Linked DNA regions of Rattus norvegicus: region 1 is linked to region 2. A link is a contact called in public Hi-C data. All regions are on one chromosome and are shown on one strand. Each heading gives the region's core, a stretch centred on a gene start, on an enhancer-like site or on the middle of the called end of the contact. The rest is flanking DNA. Distances are from core to core; before and after follow the strand shown. Region 1 holds the start of Serhl2 (serine hydrolase-like 2). Region 2 has its middle 22 kb from the start of Nfam1.

Region 1 (4,021 bases), core at 1,522-4,021, 48 kb before region 2:
ACCAAGCCACCCACAACGCCACCTGCCAGACAAAAGAGCAGTGACAACAGTCTGTGTGGTTCATCCCTAGCTCCCAGTACCCTCCCCCTAGCTCTTTCCTGGGGGTGTCCTTTCCCATCATGGGGTTGAGACTCTGTGGCTTAAACTCTGGCCTCTCCCTGGGCCACCAAGTCCCCTTCATCAGAAAGCATGTACAAAGCCATCCCCCTCCCTCAATCTGAGGCCAGAGGGCCCAGTCCCTAAGGTAAGCATTAGAAGATTCTCTTACCCCTTTCCTCAGAGGGGCAGGGAAGGGTACCACAGTGACAACTTTTCTCAGCCCTCCACCTTAAAATGACTTACCAAAACTGTGGCCCAGGAGGGAGAGCCGAGTCCACTTAAAAGCTGAAAACATCAGAAAGAAGGTTTGCATGGCCTAGCCTTACTCTGTCCTTTTTCCTGTGCCCTGGCTTGGGACTCCCTCCAAAGACCTGCAGCATCACTACCCCACCCACTCTCCACCCCCACACCCCTTAGTCCCCACTGGAGACCATCTGAAGGGGCTCAAGCTCCACTGTGAGAAGCTTTTACTGGAGATTGGTTGCCAGGAAACCTGAAGCAGAAACCCCAGGTATCCATTCCTAACCCAGTACTGCCTTCTAGAGACTGCATCCTACTCCCAGGATGAGAGATGTTGCAGAGGACCCCCACCCCCACCCCACCCCCAACTCCTTCATGGCATTCGCTTGGGCTCTGGCTCACCTGACACCACCCTTCGGACCTCACTCACGAAGTTATGGTGGTAGTAGGGGAGACCTGGGCTGTAGTGGGTTGAAAGCCCATGGCCTCCGAAATCCATGGCCACATAACAAAAGTCTGCAGCAGAGAAGAGGAAGAGAGGGTTTTGGCACAGTTGCCTTCACCCCTCCACTGCCCTTCAGCCCAAGGCCCTACCTTTTGGAAGAAAAGGAATGAGCTTGTCAAAGGAGTTGGCATTGTCCAACCAGCCATGCAGGCACAGAACTGGAGGGTTCTTCTGCAAGCCCCAGACTTTGACAGCAATGTGGCCCCAGGGCACAGCCAACTTCAACTCTGAGAGCAAACCTGCAAAGCAGATTGGGTTATTTGTCCCCTGCGCTCACGAATCCAGCATTTCCTAAGCCCCTATGTGCGCATCAAAGGCACAGGCATCGGTGCTACTGGCCTCTGTCCTAGCTTTAGACAGACAGAATGCCAGGTACCTTGAAGAGGGAAGGACAACTGGGTCCCCTGGGTGAGAAAGATCTGAATGGGTTTTTCAGGATGTAACCCATTGGTTTTAGGGCAGAACTGGAAGGAGTGGGATATGACCTTGGGCTGGTGCCTAAAACCTCTCCATCCTCAGTTTCCCTTTCTATTAAACCAGAGTAAATTAGAATATGATGCCCCTTAACTGTCTAGGACCCATTCCAAGAGCGCTGTGGATGCCTGAAACTTCAAGGAGTAATGAACCCTATACAATGAATGCTACCCATGCACGTGTGTGTTTGTGTGTGTGTGTATAATTTATATATATATATATATATATATGTATATATATGTATATATATATATATCCATGATAAAGTTTACTTTATAAATTAGGCATGGTAGGAGATAAGCAGCAGGAATTAATAAAATACCATGCTGATAACAATATACCGTAACATACATGCCTGTCATCCCAGTACTCAAAAGGAGGACATGGGTAGTTCAGGAATTCGAGGCCAGCCTCTTATATAAGACCTTGTCTTACATAAAACCTTGAATCAACAAAATGCACTACAATGGAAATCTATGCAGCAGTCTCAGACTCTAAAATATTTTATGAAAACCAACTGCACTAATCACACCTGGAAGCCTAGCCAGATCCTGAGAAGGCAGAGGCAGGAGAATTGCAGCCAGTTCAGGACAAGTTGGTCTAGAGAGTTTCAAGCCAGCTAAAGCTACAAACAGTAAGATGCCTGGGGGTTTAAGATACTACGAAGAGCACCATGTAGCGCAAAACCGGACTGTGCCTTAAATTTTTGGACATTAGGAAACTAAACCCTTGGAAATCCAAACTGGCCAGCATTTTCCAAGCCTTTTGAGAGGATGCCAGATACTTTTACACACTGAGAGTTGGACCACTGCTACCCTCAGCGCACGGACCATGAAACTGAAGCCCAGGGAGGGGAGAGGGAGAAAGAGGAGTGAGAAGGAGAGAAAGAGATGGGGGAGGGGAGGGGGAAGAGAAGGAAAGACAGACAGACAGACAGACAGACAGAGAGCAAGAGAGCGAGCATGAACGAGCTTGATTGACTTGGGGGTCCAGGTGGGCCTCTTCAAGTCCGACGTGCTCCAGAGCTGAGCTCCTGCTGCTGCTGCTGGACCCAAAGTGCAACCCCAAACAGCCATGCACATCCACCTCTAATCCTCTAATCTAGGGACTCTCAGGACTCAGCGGCCATCGGGAACCCCGAATCTGGCTCTGCTAGATCCCAGTGCTACCCACTGAGCCTGGACACCTAGTGGAGAGGGCGATGAGTGTCTGCTCCACCGGCTCGAGTAAGCTAGTGGGAGCATGGGAGCACTCGCCGGGCCTCCCCCTTCCCAGTCCGATCTAAGGAGTCCTGAGGGACATCTTCACCCATTGCTCTGGTCCTTGAGGCTGTCACTCCCCGCTCAGGAGGTCACAGGAACTGGAAGGACTCAGCTCAGGTCCCGCCTCTTACGCCCGCCCGGCTCACCGACTTTCCCTCCAGGCCCTCCCCATAACCCACGTCCTAGCGCCAGCCCCGCCCCTATAAGCAACACCGCCCACGGCCAGGCTCCGCCCACTGAGGCCCCACCTTCCCACGGTCTCTCAGTTTCTCACCGGGACTTTCAAGGATCTCAGGGCTGCCCAGCTCCTGGCTCATGCTGTGCTGCTACACTGGAGTGGTGTCACAGCTAGCAGAGAAGTCTTTGGAGGACACACTTTGGCAGGCTCAATATCTGGACAGCCCCACATGACGCTGCGAGCTAGACACTAGACAAGGTCCCACAGCAAGGAAAGCTCCCCGGAGGATTCTCTCCGATTCCCACAGAAGTGGAACAACTGTTTCAGGAGGTTTCGTGCTATCCGCGTCCCCTCAGCAGCGCCTAGCACTATCCAGCTTTGATAATTGATTGCACGGCCTGCATGTATAAACGAATGTATAAATTGAGGGCTCTAGAGGAAACTATCCCCAGGCAAGGAAGGATTCAAAACAGTTTCAGCCCAGAGAAGACCAAGAACTCGGATTCAGGCTGTGGACATGGTGATCTCAGGATGCTAGGAAAAGCCTATGGGTTTTGGAGGCTAGCCTGGGAAACACGGCAAGCCTCTCCAATGCCCCAAACCCATCCTAAAGCAAACATTCCTAAAATGGACAAGTGCATGCACAGCATTTTATAATAAAAGAAGAAATCTGAACCCCTTGAGCTTTTAAAATTACCAGGAACAACTGGAACAACAGGAGGTGCTCCCCATCCCTGAGGGGCTCACTGTTCTAACTGGTGAACCACAGACCTGGACACTGAGGGAAATCAGTATGGCGAGTTCCCCAAAGGGGTGACAGGGCAAACCCTGAGGAAAGATGGGACGGGGGATGGGGGATGGGCAAGCCACTGTGTAGAGAAAGCTGAGGCTGAGAAATAGGCCAAGGTGGATGAGGGGCTAGAAAATGGGGATTAGGTTGTGACAGGACTTTTCCAAGTGATTTCACTCAGAGGTTAGGAGCCCGGGACACATCACACTTTTTTGTTCTATTCTTTGTTTTTGGGAGACAAGGGTTTGAACTCATTATATAACTGAGGGTGACCTTGAATTGAGCTGTCTCCCTCCCTCTCTAGAATGCTGGGGTTGCGTGCCTGGTTTATGCACTGCTGGGAATCAAACATGGGGGCACAGGGGTTCATGCATGCCAGGCAAACATTCTACGGACTGAGCTACGTTCCAGCCCCATGAGTATTTCTGCTGGGCACAATCAGTGATATCAGCTGAGGAAATGCTTTGACTCCC
Region 2 (3,597 bases), core at 148-2,647:
ATTGCCACCCCTGGTTTGTTTACTTAATTTTAAAGATTTATTTATTTATTATATATGAGTACACTGTGGCTGTCCTCAGACACACCAGAAGAGGGCATTGGATCTCACTGCAGATGGTTGTGAGCTACCATGCGGTTACGGGGATTTGAACTCAGGACCTCTGTAAGAGCAGTGCTCTTAACCACTGAGCCATCTCTCCAGCCCATTGTTCGCTTAATTTTTAAAAATTATGTGTATGGGTATTTTGCCTGCGTGCATGTTTATACGCCACATGCATACAGTACTAACAGAGGCCAGAAGAGGGCGTCAGAGCCCCTGGAATGGGAGTTACAGGTGGTTGGAAGCCATGTGGGTGCCGAGAATCAAATGGTCCTCTGCGAAAGCACTCCGAATTTTCAACCGCCAAGCCCCACCAGTTTACTTTTTAAGAATAGGAGAATTGGGGTTGGGGATTTGGCTCAGTGGTAGAGCGCTTGCCTAGCAACCGCAAGGCCCTGGGTTCGGTCCCCAGCTCCGGAAAAAAAAAAAAAAGAATAGGAGAATTATAGGAACGGGGCAACAACCCTACTCTGACGTGTCCAGTATGCTGCCCTGTTTTGCCGCATCTATGACTTGCACCACCTTTCCTAACTGGGACATCCGGACTACAGCCTCCTCCCAGCCAGTTCCTGGGTGTTTTCGAGTCTGAGTTTCTAACTTTGTCCTTACTGGCAAGTTTCTCTGACTACCTATTTCTGCCGCTGCTCCAGTCACAACGTACTGACCCATCAGTTTGTCAGGTTGTCTCTGACTAGTCTTTGTCATCTCTGAAGCATCAGGAGCTGGCTTAGTACCTGGCCCCTCCGCATTTGACTTTACCCATCCCCCCTATTGATCCTTGGGCCCTCTATAGCCAATGAGAACATATATAGTACACAGTAGGCTCCTGGAGACTTCAAAAGTGTGGTTATAGCTCCCCCACCCCTTCCTTCCACTCTCCTGTAGCTTCTTCTTAACCTCTGAATTAACAATTAGTAATTTAGCAAGAACCACTGTCCTTGTCTTTCTAGAATGCTTCTTCTACCTTGGGGGGGCACGGGGGGTACGGTGATGAATAGACAAGGGGACTACATGTTCTCACTGAATGAGAGAGGAAAAGGCCAATTAACATTCAGCTAAGAGAGAAAATGATTTCTCCTATCAGCAATAAAAACTGACAGCTCTATCAGAAAATGAGCCGGGGGAGCCACAACGCCTGGCAAGGCAGGGCGTCTGCAGCCCCAGCAGGAGTGATGAAGATGGCTGAGGGCAGGAACCGCTGCTGGGAGTCAGGGAACCACCAAAGGAAGCGCCTGGGGAGCCCAGCGGCTGCCACTCGGCTCCCGCTTCTGATCCCGCCCCAGGCGAGAGGAGCGATGCTGCGCAGGCTTTATCCTTGTGACTCGGAGCTGCCACTCTCCCGCCGGCCTCTCCCCACGCACTCGTTTCCCCCTAACCTTATCATAAAAGGAGGCCACGTGGTGTCTATTTATGGCAGCGCGGTGGTCCGGGGAGAGGAGGCTCGCCGTGTGCCAATTCTGAGAGCTGATGGAATTGCTCCGGCCCTTCGGAGCTTGCCATGCGGTGAATGAATAAACGATGTGGGGGCAGGGCCGCGGCTCCCACTGCACCTCCAGCTGACATCCGAGTTCCTTCCTCAGAGCCTCCGGGGTGATTTGTGTTATCAATCAGAGCTGCTGAACAGATCCGGCCTCCTAGAGCCCTAGAGCAAGAGCCCTGAGATGAGAGGAGGGGCAGCGGAGAGGGCGTGGGGGGAGCACCCTCATTTGGCTTGAAAGAGAAGACTGGTCCCTTTACAAAACTACATTTCTACTTGATATGTAAGTAGAATGGCTTTAAAAAGGAAAGAGGATACCAGCGAGAGAGGGAAGCGGCAGTGGTCTAGGGACTGGCGAAATGGCTCAATGGACACAGGGTCTTGCTGCCCATGCCGACCCAGAGGACCTAAATTTGAGCCCTCCCTCATGAGGAGGAGAGAATTGATTCCTGAAAGTTTTTTGTCCTTCACAGACTCTCATTCTCTCTCCCTTCTCCTTCTCCATCATCCTTCTCCCCCTCCCTTCCCCTATCCCCCTCCTTTCTCCTGTTCCCCTCCCCCTTCCCTCCCGCCACAAAAAAAAAAAAAAAAAAAAGTAGTGCGGAGTATACTGCTTGCTTTCATTTTCAGCACAGCAGGAGCAGTTTGGGGCTGCTTTGTACACACTTCTGCCCATACGACAATGAAACAGAGTCAGGGGCAGAAATGCCCACGTGCCCACGCATCCTCGCGCCCATCCTGGGCCGGAAAAAGCACAGCCCCAGTCGGAGTTCTTCTGAGAGGTCTTTAGCATCCAGTTCAGGCTCAGCAGCACAGATGTCAGCCATGGCTTTGGTTTTCTGGTTAGCTCGGGCGTGTGTGTTTATTGAGACAAATGCTCCTGTAGTCTAGGGTGACCTTGAACTCACTGTGGGGCTGAGGATGATCTGGATGGAGCCGCTCAGCTTCTGCCAGGTCCCAGTTCTGGCCCATACGCTTTTGAACTTGAATTTTGATCCAGTCTCACACTGGGAATGGTTCTCCTTCTTTTGGGTCTTAGTAGAGTAGACACAGAAAGAGGCAAAGTCAGGGCCTTTAATACTCAAGAACTGATTCCACATGAAACCCACAGTAAGTTCAGATCTGCGTGTGGAACCGCTATGTCCTTGATTTAGGCAGACATATTAGGAGACATCGGGTGGAGTCAGTAGGACGGGTCAGTGGGTAAAGGCACTTACCACCAAGCCTGACAAATTACACACTCATTCCCACGTGCAGACATACATTGCTGCATATAATTAAAGTAACACAATTTTTTTTTAGAGTTCAAATTTATCTTTGGGTCTATAGTGAATGGGAGCCAGTTTGGGCCACATGAGACTGTCTCAAAAAAAAAAAAAGAAAAGAAAAAGAAAAAGACAGATAGACAGCACAGACACATACAGACAGACATACACAGAGAGAAACAGAGACAGAGAGGCAGAGAGACAGAGACAGAGAAACCATATGAATTTATGCTTGTTTTCCAGATTAAATTTAGGATGGCAGGGTTTATGCAGATGCTGTCTGATTTTATATTCATGCCAAGACCTCCTCGGCTTTGGGGTTGCCCCGGCTGGGACAATGGGGAACTAAAAAGACTGATATACACGCTCACAGAAAAGCAAGAACCATGTGGGCTGTGCACTCTGGTGGACCACCAGCAGCTGGGAAACCCAGCTGGTTTATTAAGCACAGCACCAGGGAGGAGGAGGGGGGTTAGTAAATCTCTGGAGAGGTCTCTGCAGGGAGCCGCAGTCTCTGGGCTCAGTCCTGGAGAGGTGGAAGCCACGATCGATAATTTCTGCACACCTATATACTTAGATCAGCTTTCGATGTTCATCTGGAGTCTGAGGTGACATGGCCGAGTTCATGTCAGGATTTCTGCATCCTGCATATTTGTTCCTTTATCTCTCTCACGCTGAAAATATTGTTTCCTAAATCCTCTAACATAATTTCTTATTTAATGTATCCATATATGTTTGTATGTAATAAATTACACA

What was found. A called contact is a pair of places that touch in the nucleus more often than the background predicts.
Region 1: a Hi-C map of hepatocytes shows a contact between it and region 2, with 2.2 times the contacts expected there. The contact joins the promoter of Serhl2 here to the enhancer-like site in region 2. A contact is called at or near these places in 2 of 12 Hi-C or Micro-C datasets (Schwann cells and hepatocytes) and 1 of 1 datasets of contacts at active chromatin or transcription factors (oligodendrocytes).

Annotation. Positions count from the first base shown.
Region 1 is chr7:116,124,835-116,128,855 of GRCr8, reverse strand. It overlaps Serhl2 (serine hydrolase-like 2), which reads right to left and starts at 2,771. Exons shown (of 12, transcript NM_001130579.2): 1 at 2,627-2,771; 2 at 934-1,083; 3 at 742-855; 4 at 343-384; 5 at 3-22. The coding sequence starts at 2,630.
Region 2 is chr7:116,075,506-116,079,102 of GRCr8, reverse strand. No RefSeq gene overlaps it. Among named protein-coding and RNA genes, the nearest start is that of Nfam1, 22 kb to the right of the region's middle. Within about 2 kb of position 1,397, at least 45 of the 93 cell types and tissues checked have an H3K27ac peak or open chromatin away from gene starts, as enhancers often do.